Regions from separate parts of the Mus musculus genome. Here region 2 is linked to region 1. A link is a contact called in public HiChIP or PLAC-seq data. All regions are on one chromosome and are shown on one strand. The core of a region is the stretch at or near the end of the contact, and the rest is flanking DNA. Distances in the headings are between cores, read along the strand shown.

What was found. HiChIP or PLAC-seq counts read pairs in DNA pulled down with a chosen protein or histone mark.
Region 2: an H3K27ac HiChIP or PLAC-seq map of embryonic stem cells shows a contact between it and region 1, with 259 times the contacts expected there. The contact joins two enhancer-like sites. A contact is called at or near these places in 3 of 115 datasets of contacts at active chromatin or transcription factors (all in embryonic stem cells) and 2 of 9 other capture datasets (adipose tissue and liver).

Annotation. Positions count from the first base shown.
Region 1 is chr6:67,880,459-67,884,269 of GRCm38.p6, reverse strand. It overlaps Igk and the pseudogene Gm9729. Among named protein-coding and RNA genes, the nearest start is that of Gm24911, 78 kb to the right of the region's middle. Within about 2 kb of position 1,384, at least 5 of the 459 cell types and tissues checked have an H3K27ac peak or open chromatin away from gene starts, as enhancers often do. A contact at or near this core is called in embryonic stem cells, where this site is marked.
Region 2 is chr6:82,687,663-82,691,575 of GRCm38.p6, reverse strand. The region is part of intron 1 of Gm32425 (a long non-coding RNA gene); the gene reads right to left. Among named protein-coding and RNA genes, the nearest start is that of Gm32425, 9.9 kb to the right of the region's middle. Within about 2 kb of position 2,620, at least 21 of the 459 cell types and tissues checked have an H3K27ac peak or open chromatin away from gene starts, as enhancers often do. A contact at or near this core is called in embryonic stem cells, where this site is marked.

The DNA of each region.
Region 1 (3,811 bases), core at 135-2,634:
GAGTCCACCTTCTTGAGTTCTTTATATATTGGATATTAGTCCTCTATCTGATTTACGATAGGCAAAGATCCTTTCCCAATCTGTTGGCGGCCTTTGTGTCTTATTGACTGTGTCGTTTGCCTTACAGAAGCTTTGCAGTTTCTTGAGGTCCCATTTGTCAATCCTCGATCTTACAGCACAGGCCATTGCTGTTCTATTCAGGAATTTTTCCCCTGTGCCCATATCTTCGAGGCTTTTCCCCATTTTCTCCTCTATAAGTTTCAATGTCTCTGGTTTATGTGAAGTTCCTTGATCCACTTAGATTTGACCTTAGAACAAGGAGATAGGAATGGATCGATACGCATTCTTCTATATGATAACAACCAGTTGTGCCAGCACCATTTGTTGAAAATGCTGTCTTTTTTTTCACTGGATAGTTTTAGCTCCCTTGTTGAAGATCAATGACCATAGGTGTGTGGGTTCATTTCTGGGTCTTCAATTATATTCCATTGGTCTACTTGTCTGTTGCTATACCAGTACCATGCCGTTTTTATCACAATTGCTCTGTAGTAAAGCTTTAGGTCAGGCATTGTGATTTCACCAGAGGTGCTTTTATCCTTGAGAAGACTTTTTGCTATCCCAGGTTTTTTGCTTTTCCAGATGAATTTGGAGATTACTTTTACCATGTATCCTGGCCTGCCATCGAGGTTGGAATGAGAGCTAAAACAGCTTTACTTAGAACGAGTTCTGAAAGGAGATGTGCAAAATCTTTCAAAATTTAAGATCCGAATTGAAGACCCACCCTACAGGAAGCACAAGGTGTTCTTGGGTGGAGCAGTCCTAGCAGACATTATGAAAGACAAAGACAACTTTTGGATGACCAGACAAGAGTGCCAAGAAAAGTGTGTCCGTGTCCTGGAGAAACTCGGTGTAACTGTTCGATAAAATGGCAGGCTTGTCCCCATCATGCCTCTAATGCTTTTTCTTTTTCCCTTTTAAATTTTTTTTTTCTTTATTGCCAATCTTTGAAGTCATTCAACTCCAGGACTAAAAGAAACTCTCTGTCCCTTTTGACAGAAAGGTCAAGTTTTTCTATGTCTTGGGGAATCATTGCTAAATTCTTGTTAATATGGGTAAATCTGGTTGTTTAAGGCTACCAATTCTTTGCAGACATTACCAGGGCAAGGGGTTGCTGCTGCTCTGTTTCTTTCTTTGTAGGCATTTAGAACTTCTTGTAGGCTTCCATTTTTGCTTTCTTGCTCTAATGCTGCTAGCTTTAGTTTTAGCACAGTAGGTGGTATGTCTTTATTAGCATAAGAAAAAACTTTCACAGGAGCTTTTACATATGCTGGGTGGGGGTGGTAAGGGGTGAGTGGGCAGCCTGACCCCAGGAGGGCCTTTCCTCTGCAGTGTTAGCTGTCAGCAGGTCACTGCTGCTACTTTTGAAGTACCCTGAAGTGTCTCCTAGTAACATCTTAGGGAAATATTAAGCTCACAACTAAGGTGTTTGGGCTAGAGTTTTATGTGATGGAACAAATGGGTGGTCTTTCTGTTGTGACTTTTGAGGTCTTCTGCTCTGGGTACAAAAGATGCATGAACCTCATTTACAGTACTCCTACTTGGTAGTTTTCTTCTTTCAGTCTGCCTGGAACTGTTCCTATATGACAGGAAAAAAGCAAGCCTAGTGTTTTATTACCATCTGTCAGCTGGGAGTATATTTCCTATACTATATCAGTGAAAAAGTAACATTTTAAAGGAAATGCTTTTTCTAGGTTAAATTACAGATAGAAAATCGCTCAAGGGCCGGCATTTTCTAATGCTGTTGTTTTTCCTGGAAGCACTAAGGTAATGAACCAACCAAGTTCCATTCTTGAAAGTTGTAGTTTTATGTTCCTGATCAGTGCTTCTCGACCTGAGCTACTGTACAGAGAAGTAATTCATGGCTGTGGGTTAATTATAATTGTTGTATTAACAGTCACATTGGGACTTGGTGCCAGTTGTTTTGTTTTTTCATGAGGCTTGGGACTAAAATTTTAGCAACAACAACCATAATAGAAAGTTTACCAGTAGTCAACCATGTCTGTACAGTTATGGAGGCTACTTCCCAGCCCTCTTTGGTTCTTGCAGGAAGAGTGTTTGCAGACCTGTCAGGAAACCCTACTTATGTGTCCTGTTGGTATTGTTTGTCAGCTCAGAAAGAATCAGGTGGTACCCAAGTGCGGGGTCTTTCTAACATTGAAAAATGAATTGAGAAGCTGTATCACAGAAAATACAAAATGATGATTCTGAGAGAAATATTTTCCTTCATTTCAAATGTTTTTTACTAATGATGAATTTGAAAGAATGGCTTTTTTTCCTTTTTTCTTTCTTTTTGGATGCTTAAAATCAGAATTTTTAATGGATTTTTAAAAAGATAACTTTAAAATTAGTTTATATGAAATCAGCAGCAAAAGGAAGTTTGTCTTAATAATGCAGCTTCTGTGATGTTAAGTATTTTTGCCTGTTTTACCTCAATTTGAACAAATAGGAGAAGTCTGTGTGCATGCTGGACATGCTCAGTACACACGATGAAAGAGTAAAACGTAAAAACAAAATTCTAGGCCCTTAGGCCCAGGCTTGGGAATGTGGCTTTTGTGACTCAATGCTTGAAAGTATGCTAATCATAAAACAGATAGCGACATTCCTCCACCCACCCGCTTCCTGGGTTCAAAGAGTGTTCATTCAAAGAAAGTCACCCTGACCATTACCGGAACCTGCAATGCAAATGTGCTATTGTTAGGGGCTCTTAGAAACTGTCTTGAGAGTTAACAATTACCAGGTATTCCTTGTGACACTTGTGACTTTGTACTTCCTTGTGACTCTTAACTGGTATCTTTGGTATATTTTTTCCAACAACGCCCTCCCCACTTTCTTGAGTTGTGGTTTCTTCCTTTAAATACCCCCTTATCCAGCTACTCGGGGGGCCGAGGTCCTCTAACCCTGTGTGGTGTATGACTGTGGGCCTGAGAGTGCTCTTGAATAAAAATCCTCTTGCAGTTTGCAGCAAGACCGTTTCTTGTGGGTGATTTTGGGGCGTCACCTCTCCTGAGTCAGAACGTGGGGAAGTCCTCACGTTGTGGGTCTTTCAATGACAGCCTGCCGGTGTGGTGCCAGCTGCTTGGTGTTGGGTGCATGATTCAGTCACAGTGGAATTCCTAAGCGTTCCTAAATCATGTTGTCAAATTCTCCAGTCACAGGAGTTCTGGGCCCATTACCTGCTGTGCATAGGACTGGTACCAAGGACTATTGAGTGTAGACAAACAATCAACCTTTGGCTTGACCATGGCTTTAAATAAAGGGGTGAAAACAAGAAAGAATAGGATGGAATCTGGAATAAAACAGTGAAAGAGCACTGTTCTTTGTACCTTGAATGTAGAATTTGTTTTTATTTCATAATTCTGCTAGCAAACATGACTGATAAAATGATGTATTTATATATGTAATAATTTAGAAATTCCATTTTATAGTTTCCTATTCTAAGGTGAAATAATAAATTTAATAATTTGGGAGTTCGGACATACTGTATTCTATTGGAGGTGCCAGGTTTGAGTCCTTCAAAAATAAAAAAAAAAAATTTTTAAAAATGCTACACAGTAAAAAAAAACCAACACTCAGTAGAAAATTAAATGAAAACACATCAAGAACAAACCCAACTCTACATAAAATTATATATTCATAATTATTTGATAGGGAGTATAATTAATTAATTCAATAAAATGTTCCAAGAGAGTAGAAGTGTAGAGAGAATGAGTTAAAATACAGCTAAGTGCTTATTTCCTGTAGCAAAAGTTGC
Region 2 (3,913 bases), core at 1,371-3,870, about 15 Mb before region 1:
ACAGCCTGACTTCTCAGAGGGTTAAACTTCTCACTCCAGAAGTGGAGCTGGAAGCATGTTCTTTTTACTACCTGATTCCTAAGATATGGCTGAATACAGGTATGTGAACATGCTTCCTTCAGAAGGTAGAGAGAGTCTAGCCACAACGGAATCTGGGGTTCCATCTCCATCACTGAAAAGGAAGCTTGGGGAATTAGCATGAACACTAACAGTAGAAGTGTAGTCAGAGAGGTGTTGCTGTGTTCACTGAAGACTTAGAAACAGCCCATCATCAGGAGCTGGTGGGGACTGATGAAGGTTGGGCTCTGTTTCAGAACATCTATCGTTCTCTCTTTGAAAATATTTATTTATTTATTTGTGTGTGTGTGTGTGTGTGTGTGTGTATGTGTGTGTGTGTGGTCCAGGAAGGCTAGCAGGGGATATGAGATTCCTTGGAGTTGGTGGTATCAGAGCTTGGTAACATCCACTGTGGGCCCTCTGATGGAGCAGTAAGTGCTCTTTACCACTGAGCTGTCTCTTCTGCCAGAACTACTTCTTTAAGGAGCTAGCTTAGTATAGCCTTAACTCCTTAAAAAATATTTTAAAATTTAATTTTATGTCTTTGGATGTTTTACCTGCATGTATATACGTGTACTACACATGTGCCTGATGTCCACAGAGGTCAGAAGAGGGTTTCAGATCCCTAGCCCTGGAGTTACAGTCGTGGGCCACCAGGTGGGTGCTGGGAATTGAACCTAAGTCTTCTGGAAGAGCAGTCCGTGTTCTTTACTGCAGCTGAAAAGAAGTTAGATCACTGCAGGTGTGCCTTTGAAGGAGGATATCGGGACCCTGCCCCCTCCTATTTCTCTCTGCTTCATGGCTGCCCAGATATGAACAGACATCCTCTGTCATGTACCATTGACATGATGAACTATCTGCTGTGTCTCAAAGCAACAAGACTAAGAGTCCTTTGACTGAAACCTTTGAAACTGTGACCCACAATAAAATTTCCTTTTTAAAGTTGATTGCCAGTGATCTTTTATCATAGTAAAGGTAGCTTGCTGTGGTGGTTTGAATGTGTTTGCCCCAGGGCAAGTGGCACTATTAGAAGGTGTGGCCTTTATTGGAGGAGATGTGGCCTTTTAGAGGAAGTGTGCCACTGTGGAGTTGGGACTTTGAGGTCTCATACATATGCTCAAGTCTGGTCAGTGGGATCAGAGTCTCCTCCTGGACACCTTTGGTTCACCATGTAGAGTTCTCAGTTCCTTGTCCAGCACCATGTTTGCCTGCACACTGCCATGCTTCCCACCATGATGATAATGGATTTGAACCTTTGAAACTGTAAGCCAGTTCCAACTAAATGTTTGCCTTTATAAGAGTTGCCTTGATCATGGTGTTTCTTTGTAGCAATAAAACGCTATCTAAGATACTAATAGTCCACCATTTAAAAACAGATGCTAGTCTCAAGTTTGTACCTTACACACGGCAGTAAAGCCCTAGTTCAGTCTCCTGTCACACCCTTCTAATTGGATTTGTGTAGCATCCTTTCTGGTCTGACTATTTTGAGGGTGGACCCTCTAGAGTCTCTAAGGTGGTGGTTTAATTAGTTTTCCTTTGAAGCATAGGGTGGATAGATGGATTTTATCTCTTATTGAGTAAGGACTGTGAGATCTGAAATGGAGTGGTTTTTAGGACCTTGACCTTTGGGTTCATCTGACTGAGGGGGCTCAGCAGCTGAGTTGCTGTCAGTTTGTCCTATTTTAGATGGCCCTATGCACTAACTAATTGTGGTTAAGATTGGCAAAAACTCATGGGAGGGCGTTTTACCCTCTCGGGTATCTTTGTTTTTGATAAGAGAATCGACTCTGATCCATGAGTCTGGGCTATAAATATTATCATTGGCCATACATGGTGCTATCTGAAGGACTTCCTCCCAAAATAAGGAGGCTTGGGTTTTTTTTTTTTTTTTTTTTTTTTTGTCTATCTTTATCCCTCTGTGTTTTAGTAGGGCACATATTTCCCTGAGCTGGGGTGGTTTTTTTTTATATGATGGTGAGTTTCACATGGTAGAAAAGATGAAAAACGCTTGTCCAATGGGAATGTTCCCTTGGCCTATTGGTCCAAATGCTAAGCCTTTCTGCAGATTTAAGAACTGGCAGCCACCCTGTGGCTCTTAATTGGCTGCTGCATTACCAGGTTTTCTTTGTTTTAAGGAGAAGTTAAGAGTCTTTGCCAACGCCATTGGATTTAGACAGAGGCCAGAGGAACCTTCGGCCAACACCAGAGAGTAGCTCTGGCCAGAAGGCTTCAGTTGTCCCTTTAGCTTGTCTAAATCCATGTGATCACCTTCCCGGAGTATTAGTTCTGTGTGGTCGTTTTGTTCACTCTTGCCCCACTTTGGTCTCCAGATGTGGGCCTAAGTACCAGAAGTTTTCCACGGAGACCCCTCTCCAAGCAAGGTGGGAAGGCCACAGCAAGGGAAGTGAGTGGAGGCAGGGAGACAGACGAAGCCTCTGCCATGCCTTCTGGGTTGCTCAGTAACTCTGAGCCTGGGTCTGTGAAAAGCCTACAATCCAGTGAGGAATGCAGCAGAACTCAGGCACAGCTCTTCGGGAGAGATCTCTTCCCAAGTGTTACAGCTCTTGGAACAAAAGGGTCAGACAAAGGAATAGTTCTCACATTCCTTTAATTCCCTGCATGGCTCTCCTATACACAGTTCTGGCAGTGATTTAGAGTTTGACAGCAAGCCCCTCTCATTGGCTTGGGCTGAGAGTTTGGGGGAAACCTTATTTGCATGTGAGAGGGCTTCGTGCTGTTCTTAAGTGGCTGATAGCCACGCCTCTCTGGTGGGGGTTGTGGAGGAGGGTCCAGGAGCCATGAGAGAACTTCCATCCCATGTAAGTGAATTGTCACTACCGGGTCCCGGGGTTCAAGATCTAGCCTCGACTGGAAACCAGGCTGTCTGTACATAGCCCATTGCCCCACATTCAAGAATAAGGTTTAGGCCCAGGCCCACATCACTCCTTTCTTTAGGCCCAGGCTGCTTCAAGAGTCAGGCTGCTTCATGAGTCAGGCATAGGCTTGCATGTCTTGCATTGGGCCCAGGCCTCTTTAAATTTCAGGGATAGTCTCAGGCCCACATCACTTCTTGCTTTGGACACGCCTCTTCAAGCCTCATGGATAGGCCCAGGCCCTCATCACTTCTTGCATAAGGGCCCAGGCCCTCATCTTTTTTGCTTTTGGTCCGGTCCTCTTCAATGTTCAGGAATAAGCCTGGGCACACATCACTTCTTTCTTTAGGCCCAGGCCTCTTCAAAGTTCAGGGAGAGGCCCAGGCCCACATAACTTCTTGCTTTTGTCCCAAGGCTCTTCAAGGCTCAGGCCCACATCACTTTTTGCTTAGTGCCCAGGCCTCTTCAACGGTCAGGGATAGGACCAGGCCCACATCACTTCTTTCTTTATGCCAGGGCCTCTTCAAAGCTCGGTATATACCCAGGCTCTTTCACTTCTACCTTTTGTCCCGGGCCTCTTCAAACGTCAGGGATAGTCCCAGGCCCACATCACTCTTTGCTTTTGGCCCGGACCACTTCAAGGGTCACAGGCCCAGGCCCACAACAAATTTGCTTTTGGCAAGGGTGTTTTCAAGGATCAGGAATAGGCCCAGGCCAATATCACTCCTTGCTTTTAGTCTCAGGTCTCTTCAATGTTCAGGAATAGGCCTGGGCACATATTTCTTTCTTTAGGCCCGGGCTGCTTCAAGGGTTAGGCGTAGGCCCAGGCCCTCTTCAAATTTCAGGGATGGGCCCAGGCCTCTTCATATTTCAGGGATAGGCCCAGGCCTACATCACTTCTTGCTTTTGGCCCGGGTGTCTTCTAGGATCAGTGATGAGCAAGGCCTACATCACTTTTTACTTTTGGCCCGGGCCTCTTCAAG